Linked DNA regions of Mus musculus: region 1 is linked to region 2. A link is a contact called in public Hi-C data. All regions are on one chromosome and are shown on one strand. The core of a region is the stretch at or near the end of the contact, and the rest is flanking DNA. Distances in the headings are between cores, read along the strand shown. Region 1 holds the start of Pdzrn3 (PDZ domain containing RING finger 3). Region 2 overlaps Pdzrn3 (PDZ domain containing RING finger 3).

Region 1 (4,591 bases), core at 900-3,399, 160 kb before region 2:
CTTGTCTATGAAACTGACAAGCCCACACACCTTGGTTGAAAGAAGCTGCCTCTTACCCACGGAGGGCTTAACAAATGCACCAGTGGAAGATTTTTCCCTGCTGGAGCTTATCTGAACAAAGGTCATGAATATTTCACATCACTTGGAATCCTCTAAAGAGAAATGCATTCATTGATTAAAGGCAATGAAACAAAAGTATCACGACTAGACACCAAATGCCACCCGTCAAGATTAAAGAACACCGTTGGGGGACCTCAACCATGCACTGAACAATCTGGTAGGCAACAGTTAGCAACAGTTTTGCAGTGGTCACTTCAGAACACTAATCCTTATGGACATCAAGGCAATTCTTTCCCTCCAATGAAGCAGTTCAATAGTGAAGGTCATGGGTCTTTAGCAGCCCTCTAAAGGACAGAAGTAAAAGTAATTAGACAAAATGAATGCTGTAATCCCATTTTCTTGGGTCCATACCAGACACAAAAATTCTTAGCTCTCCATTTCCAGATTCTCTAGAGAATCTGGCAGCAGATTCCGAATGAGAATTCCAGAACTTGACATTACTCTCACCAGTGTTTCTTAGGAATGTCTACAGCCTTGGGAGGTAGTAAAACAAAAACAAAAACTACCAAAGGCATGGGTAATGTTATGAACTTTCTACTTAGACTGGTATCCCACATTATGAACTTTCCACTTAGCCTGGTATCCCCCAAGTGGTGTTTCCACCCAGTGCCAGGCTTGCTACTGGGCTTGAAAAGCTTCTCTGGAGTAGAAGAGAAAGGTCCAGACGGCAAGGGTTTTTCCATCAAGCTAAAATCCAGGCTGTGTAGAGACCAGCAGCTTCTCCGTGGCTGGTAGGCTCTTTTAGCGCGGATACACACTCAAGCTCCTGGTGAACCATTGGTTCACAATCTGAAAGGACCCAAAATTCTCAAATAGCCTGTCTTTGATTCAGTTCAAAGAGCGATTCTTTGAACTGCTCCAGTGGGAAAATGGAGATAAAACAATAAGCATATAAATAAATAAATAAATAAATAAATAAATTAATTTAAGGAAAACAAAACAACAACAAAAACAAGCTGAAGGGATGTTGTTGGCAAGTTGGCTGGGGTAGGCGTTGCTACAGGGACTTGAAGTTTTAAACTCCTCCATCTCTTAAACCACCAGAGTCAAGGCTCCAGTAACGGGGCGGGGGTTGGGGGGGGGGTGGGGGCAATAGTTTTCAAGTGGAGCTAAAGTATGCTCTCGCAACATTGTAGCGCTGTTTTTTTTTTTTTTTGTTTGTTTGTTTTGTTTTTTGTTTTTTTTGTTTGTTTGTTTTGTTTTTTGTTTTTTGTTTTTTTTTTTTTAAGGGACCAGTTTAGAAACTGAGCAAAATGCTTGAGGTACTGTAGTGCCCTCTTTATAGAGGTGTAAGAATGGGATCCAGCCAACCACTCTGGCCTGTCCCATCCAGACAGCTGGAGGGGAGATCTGATTCCTGCAAATTCGCCTTCTGGTCCTGGAAACCTCTAGCTGCTAAACACTGCAGTTTGCAGATCTTCTGGTTGGGACCAAAGTTTCAGCCTGAGCGTCCAGCAGCCGCTGTAACTTTCCCCCGAGTGAAATAAATAAATAACGACCGTAAATACAGAGATAGCAGGGCCTTAGATATTTTTCACTCTAAAAGGCAGACACAGGAGAAAGAAGGAGGTGGGGAATGAAAAGTCCTGATGTGGCAGGAAACTTCTGTGGGCGAGAGCCACAGACGCAGCTCCAAACCGAGGGAGATGCTCTCTGCTGGCGTATTTTGTCTCTTAGAGAATCCTCCAAGAAAGCGGAGAGGAGACCCTAAGAGGGGGCCCATCTCCGGTCTCTGGCAGGTCTCCTTGCTTTGTGGTCAAACTCAGCCTCTTGTGCCTCGAGGCCCCCTCCCTATGGCCAAAAGAGGGTCGTGAGGCCCCAGAGGCAGGATGTTAGTGCGCTTGCGCTCGAGCCAATACGGCCGGAGGAGTCCTGTTCCTCGGGCATTTTCCGAGGAAGTCTGGAGCAATTAGGCTCAGTCCTGGGAGAGCGAGCTAGAGAGCGGGCGGCGTAGCCGGCGTGTCTGGGCCGCCTCGCAGGGAGGGAGGGAGGGGGCGGCCGGTCGCCCGGCGGCGACACCGGGCCCCGGCCGCCACCATGGGTTTCGAGTTGGATCGCTTCGACGGCGACGTGGACCCTGATCTGAAGTGCGCCTTGTGCCACAAGGTCCTGGAGGACCCGCTGACCACCCCGTGCGGCCACGTATTCTGCGCCGGCTGCGTGCTGCCCTGGGTAGTGCAGGAGGGCAGCTGCCCCGCGCGTTGTCGCGGTCGCCTATCGGCCAAGGAGCTCAACCACGTCCTGCCCCTCAAGCGTCTCATCCTCAAGTTGGACATCAAGTGCGCGCACGCGGCGCGGGGCTGCGGCCGGGTGGTCAAGTTGCAGGACTTGCCCGAGCACCTGGAGCGCTGCGACTTCGCGCCCGCGCGCTGCCGCCACGCGGGCTGCGGCCAGCTGCTGCTGCGACGCGACGTGGAGGCCCACATGCGCGACGCGTGCGACGCGCGGCCCGTGGGTCGCTGCCAGGAGGGCTGCGGGCTGCCGCTGACGCACGGCGAGCAGCGGGCGGGCGGCCACTGCTGCGCGCGGGCTCTGCGGGCGCACAACGGAGCGCTGCAGGCCCGCCTGGGCGCGCTGCACAAGGCGCTCAAGAAGGAGGCGCTGCGGGCCGGCAAGCGCGAGAAGTCGCTGGTGGCGCAGCTGGCCGCCGCGCAGCTCGAACTGCAGATGACCGCGCTGCGCTACCAGAAGAAGTTCACCGAGTACAGCGCGCGCCTCGACTCGCTCAGCCGCTGCGTGGCCGCGCCGCCAGGCGGCAAGGTAAGCAATCTCTCTTCTCTCTCCATCTCTGCCTCTCTCTCTCCCTCTCTCTCCCTTCCTCTCTCCACCCTCTTTAGCTGACCCAGAGTCCCACCCAGGTCCGTTGAATATAGGATGCCAGGGTCTTCCTGGGTGCATCTCCGGCCTCCTCTTGTTAGCAGCGCTTGCCAGCTGTATCACTCCGTGCGGGTTACTTAACTAATTCCAACTGAGAAACTGTGGTCCCAAAAGGCAGGACATATAGGGTGAATTGAAGCTACGGCAGTTTTGGGGGGCCAGAGTGTGTCTGCGAACACTAAAAGGAACTTACAACCAAGTGTAGGGTAGGAACAGAGAGCATGACTCCAGAGTCAGGGAGGTGTTGAGAGGCTTTGGCCTGCACACCAGCCTGAGACCCAGGAAGCTGCTCATCTTGGCTTAAGATCAGAGCCATGGTCTGTGTGGATGTGACACTCCATTGGGCGACCTGGAGTGTATCTGCTGCGATGCAAAGGGGGAAAGGTGGCAGCAGAGCCCTTATGGTGCAGCTTGAAAGGGATGCCAGGAGAGAGGCCCCGGTGTAAAGGCTGGATTCAAACATGCACTTTCCTGCCAACTCACTGGCTGCTGACCTTGAGCAAGTAGCTCAATCCCTCTCTAAAGTTGGAAACTATGGTTCCTAACAATTTAGAGCAGGAAAACACAGCCAGGCCCCATAGGAGAACTCATTTGGGCAGTCGAGAAAGAACCCAACGACCCACTTGCTCCAGTAACCGGAAAGTAATATTTAAGTGATAGCCTCCTTGAATTAAAACATCTCCACCTTTGGGTAACCAGCGGAGTGGCTTGTGGGTTAGGCTCCACAGGTGCCTCGGTTTACCTCGAGCCCGTCAGATGATGTTGTTTCCATCAAGGTGAGGCTGTAGAAAAACGGTCTGGCACAGTGCCAGGCTCAGAGTACCTGCAATTACCTTAAACCACTCCTGTACCATTCCCCTGCCCTTGCTGATCGGGAATTATGTCAGCCTCCCCTCCTGAGGTTCACCAGCTTCAGCGCTTCTCAGTCATTTCTCTCTCCCCTCTCCCCTCTCCCCTCTCCCCTCTCCCCTCTCCCCTCTCCCCCTCCCCCCTCCCCTCTCCCCCTCCCCATCTCCCCCTCCCCCTCTCTCCCTCTCTCCACTCCCTCTATCCCCCTCCCCTCTCCTCCCCTCCCTGTCTCTTTCTCCCCCCCCCCTCTTCCCCTTCCCTCCCCCCTCTCATAAAAAATATAGGTACAATGCTTACCATTTTGTACGTGGAGAAACTGTGGTTCCTGGAGGGACAATCGTCTGCTTAGGTCAGGGTTTTAAAGGTTCAGAGGTGGGTTTTGACCATACTTGTCTCTCTAGCATAGTGGTTTTCAACCTGTGGGTTGGGGTCTCGTATTAGATACCCAGCCCATCAGATATTTACAATTTGTAATGGTAACAAAATTATAGTTATGAAGTAGCAATAAAGTAATTTTATTTTATAGCCCAGAAACAGTTTCAACATAAGGAACTATATTAAAGGGTCACAGCATTAGGCCCTGCTCTTAACCACAATTATGCCCTGTCTCAGTTTAACCACTGGGACCTGTTATTCTCTATTTATTAAGGGCCACCAAGAGTGGTGTATGTGTGTGTGTGTGGGGGGGGGGGGTACTTTCCACTTCATCTAAATCTTATAGATGAGGGACCTGACCTGCCCAAAT
Region 2 (4,527 bases), core at 603-3,102:
AAATTATAAGTATTAAAATCCGTTTGTGAATAAGAGCACCAGCTAGATGATTCTAGAAGCCTGTTCCCAGAGATGTGCCTTGGCCTTATATGCTGTTATTTGGTGAGCATGGAGTTTCCGTCATAATCTCTACATGTTCAGATCCGTTAGTGGAGTGATAGGAAAAGCCAACTTAAATAGAATACATTTCTACCCTTAAAGTATATACTGCCATGCTAATTTTAAAGAACTCTGGAATATAACTAATATGCAGGTCCCTGGAGGAAACATCAAAAGCTTGTCATCATGTTGGTGGCAGTGAAGTTTGTTCCAGTGTAAAACCCTAGACTCACCCCACTGTGGCTATAGATAGCACTACTAGCCTAGCATCTTTATTATGTCTTTGTTTGCAGTTGGATAGTCTCTTACCCTGCCTCTCTGTAACCTATCCATGCAGTGAGCCAATCACAGATCGTGCCAGACACAAGAAACAACAAAAGCAAACAAAAAACCAAATCCAGGGCCAAGGGGATCCCTCAATGGATAAGGCATTTACCAGACAGGCATAAGAACCTCAGTTCTAATCCTGGAACCAAACTATGCAGGCCCAGCTGTACACACATCTGTAGCTCCAGTTCTTATACCATGAGGGGAAGAAGAAAGAAGACAATCCTGAGGGGCTTCCCAGTCAGCTAGCAGGGAGTAAGGAGGAGCAGCAAACCATGGAGACGCAGCCTCGGATGGAGGCAAGGTGGAAGGTGAGGACTGACACCCGAGATTGTCCTCTGGCCTTTAAACACACGCCAGGGTGTGCACACGTCTATACTCACGCGAGTCTGCACACATATGTGCTTCCCTGGGTGAAGGTCTATCTCAATGATAGAATGCTTCTTAGAGTCTGCAAAGCCCTGGATTTGATCTACACACACACACACACACACACACACACACACACACACACACACACACACACACACAGATGGATCTGTACTAAATATGTATGGACTTTTTCTTGTTGTCTCATAAACAGCATGTGTAGCAACTATTTGTGTAGCATTACAGCTCAGTATATCAGTCATCAGAGTATACAGGAGAAAATGTAGAGGGTATTATGCACAATTACTACATATTTAATGTAAGGAACTTAGCATCCACAGATTGGTATACACCAAGAGTCCTGGAATCGCTTCTCCACAGCTAACCAAGATTCACCCAAATTTTGGGGTGATAGTTGAAGATCAAATTTTCTTTTTTTATTTCCTGTAGCCAGCAAGCCATGTGTCCTCTTCCATCAGAGTCAAAATATTATTATGGCCTGGGATCAGTATGTCCATGGCTACACCAAATCCTCTGGCAAGCACCCCCCAAATCCAGACCGCTTCTCTGTGTCCTGGTACCGATCTGACTCGGTTCAATTCTCACAGTGTCCTTTGCCGTATTACACAGGAGTGCGGGGCGTCTACTGCGCAGCGAAGCAACTTCCCGAGGAGCAGCTAGAGCGTGTTTATCTTACAATCTGTTGTTTATAGAGCTCTGCGTGGTGAGAAGCTCCTGTGTCTGTGAGATTCAATAGAGAGAAAGCTGATGACCTCATAGAGAACATGAAGTGATTACAAGGGGTGGAGTCGCCTGGCGTCAGCAAGCTGTGTGCTCCTTTGAGAACCGGGAGGGAGCTATGTTTTGACACAGTGAGCGTGGTGCTAGACGAGGCACGAGAGCCAGGTAGCTGGTAATTCAGCCTGGCCTCTGAAGCCAATTTAGCTTAAGCATTTTTTTTTATAAATCCCACTTATTTATTCTCTTTAGTTGACCCTATTTGCAGTATCTTTGCACTGTGTCCTAAGTGTCAGACTTTGGCCTCAGTTGGATTAGGCGGTGCGCTGTCTTCCGTGCCCCATGTTCTCTGGTGTTTGTGATCTGCAGTTTAGAGTCGGTCAGGGAACTGATAGTCTGGTTTGAGTATTTGCATCCCTAAGACTTCCCTCTCCATCCCACTCACACATTTATCCACACATCCACTCCCAACAACACAAATATTGACTGTACCAATCATTCATTACCAGTAAAAAAAATTGGAGAGCAATTATTTTTTTTTACTGCGCTTGCCCTGAAAGACACCATTAATTACTTTATTGCCTGTGGAGCTGAGCCAGTTTCGGTGTCCCGGGAGCCTGCTCCCCACCTCAAGAGGTATTTGCAGCTCAGAGGAACACAGCACAGGGTATCACCTGGCAAGCAGGGTACCTACACTGCCTCTGAAGTGAGATGCCCCTGCCTTGGTGGTGGTTCCCTCCTGACAGGGAGCTCACAGGCCTGGACCAGCAGTGACAACGGTAGGTCCTCTGGGGACTCCACTCTGAGCAGAGGTGGGTATGTGTGACATTTGGATTGTGACAGCTTCTTTATTTTATTTTATTTTATTTTATTTTTTGTTGGTTTCTGTTTTTGATTTTATAAAAGTGTAAGAAATCCTTGAAATCCCAGAGATGACTGAGTGCCAGGGAGGAGTTTTCTGGTCCTTGATATTAATGGCCTCCTCCAAGAGAGCAGAAAAAGTTGAGACACTCGCCAATCCTTCCTGAGCAACCCATCAGAGCTGGGCTTTTGCAGGTGGGCGTGACCCAGAGCAGCCATGATGGTATTGGTGGATGGTTGTCCTCCTCATCCTGTACTGGTTAGTAGAAATACAAACAAGCCTGAAGGAATTTGCTCTTGGAGTTGAACCAGCCTGACCTTTATGTCTGCTCAATCTAGAACCCCCTCTCCCCTGTGTCGGAACTAGGAATCTCTGCATTATGTCTACATGCCATCTCCCATCAATGAAAATGACTGGAGTGTATTAATATTTCTTAGGGTCCAATGTCTGTGGATTACAGAGAATACCCCAAATCATATCATTTAGAGTTGGTATGTTTATGATTTACAATCTCAGTTTGTGTGTTTATTACCTGTGTTCCCCAGTTTTTTTACTGTAAGTTGAAATAGTTTGGCAATAACATAACAGTAGCTGAGACTGTTGAATAAGCTCTACAGGAGACAGGATAGTAGAGTTGATGGGATTGGTGGATTGCCAGGATAGTCCTGGGGCACTATAGAATGGATTTACACCATGGATTTACCTTATATCATATTTGTTTAATCCAAAAATAATTTTAAGAAGTAGTTCCTAAAAGCAAATGCAATAGATTGGGCTGACTTGTTTTCATCTTTGTCAGGACTTTAATAAATAAAGAGTAAAGCCAGTAAAGGAAAAGCCCTCCTAAGGTGCATGGTTTTGTCACTGTCCACCATGTTTCCTCAGCAGCTACAGGCACATCTTACACACCAGGCTCAAACATCTTTTGCGTGTCAGTAAACATCAGTATTATAGTATCTGTTTGGAGCTCAAGTTATATGAACCAAAAGTCAAGGTTACTACTAGTGACAGCTCAATTAAATGATCAAGCTTGATTTGGTTAAATTATATATTCAATTATTTTTGTTTGAAATCAAAAGCTTGGCTATATTACCAAGTGCTATGTTAGTTTACGGGTGCTCTTCGTGTATTTAACAATAATGCACCAAGTGTGATTTAACAAGGTGGCTGCCAGAAGAAAAAACAAAATAATTATTTTTTCAATATACAAGTCCTCATCATAACTCACAGATCAATATGGATCCATGGGGATTTGTTCTTGCTGTGGGTCAGGAACCTCAGGGTGGTCTCCTTTCATTTTCCTATGAATGTAAAACCTGGACACTTACGATTGCCAGGCAGGTCTTTCTTTCTCTCTCTTTTTTAAAGACTGATGTTTAACTACAACCACTGGGACCTAAATCAGAGCATCCTGTGCCTAAGTATGAATATTAATCAGACGCCAGGCCATAGAGTGTCTCGCCGAGTTTGACAGTTTAAAGGATCAGTTAGTTAATTAGAAGATGACATGGCACACAGGTCCCCAGGCTCTGTCCTGCCTTCTGTCTTCTCTTTTCATTTTCCTTTTTGACAAGTTGGATTACATCATTACCCGGAGTTTCACTTGTTAGCCCCATCACAAAATGAGAATATTTTCAGCTTTAATTATCTGTGATCTCCTCCCCTACCTCTGCAAAGACCAGGCTTAAAATGAGACTCAAAGAAGTATAGGAGAATCAGAAGTTCAAAGGCCCGTAGAAATCAGCCTTGCTCATCCAGCTGCCCCGCTTCTCAAGATGAATGCGAAGGTCTCTTCCAGCCTTGGAAACTGGGATGTGGTAGCCATGGTGATGGCTGTTCTCTGTGATGGTACAGCAGGTGTAGACATGTCCTGTCGGGTGTCCCCACGGCTTCTCCAGCTTGAGTTGACAAGCACCAGGAACATCTTCACAGGGTGGTTACCAATTATATTGTCTCCTGTTCCTTGTCCATCACTGCACCCATGAGCTTCAATCCAAAATCTGAATAATTCTCTCCTAATTATTTTGGGCCATGATATTTCCCCAAGGGAAAATAAGATTTAGATCAGCATTTAGTATTTTGAAAGACAAATTCTCTGATAATTCTTTGTCTTGTCGTTTTTCCTGCATCTG

Evidence for each region. Hi-C and Micro-C count contacts between places; a contact is called where the count stands out from the background.
Region 1: a Hi-C map of liver shows a contact between it and region 2, with 3 times the contacts expected there. The contact joins the promoter of Pdzrn3 here to the enhancer-like site in region 2. A contact is called at or near these places in 2 of 39 promoter capture datasets (both in liver), 4 of 484 Hi-C or Micro-C datasets (cerebral cortex, liver and uterus) and 1 of 9 other capture datasets (liver).

Annotation. Positions count from the first base shown.
Region 1 is chr6:101,375,455-101,380,045 of GRCm38.p6, reverse strand. It overlaps Pdzrn3 (PDZ domain containing RING finger 3), which reads left to right and starts at 2,149. Exons shown (of 10, transcript NM_018884.2): 1 at 2,149-2,880. The coding sequence starts at 2,158.
Region 2 is chr6:101,212,601-101,217,127 of GRCm38.p6, reverse strand. All of the region lies in intron 3 of Pdzrn3 (PDZ domain containing RING finger 3), which reads left to right. Gm26911 (a long non-coding RNA gene) reads right to left here. Exons shown (of 5, transcript XR_003956481.1): 3 at 1-4,527. Among named protein-coding and RNA genes, the nearest start is that of Gm26911, 42 kb to the right of the region's middle. Within about 2 kb of position 1,852, at least 49 of the 459 cell types and tissues checked have an H3K27ac peak or open chromatin away from gene starts, as enhancers often do. A contact at or near this core is called in cerebral cortex, liver and uterus, where this site is marked.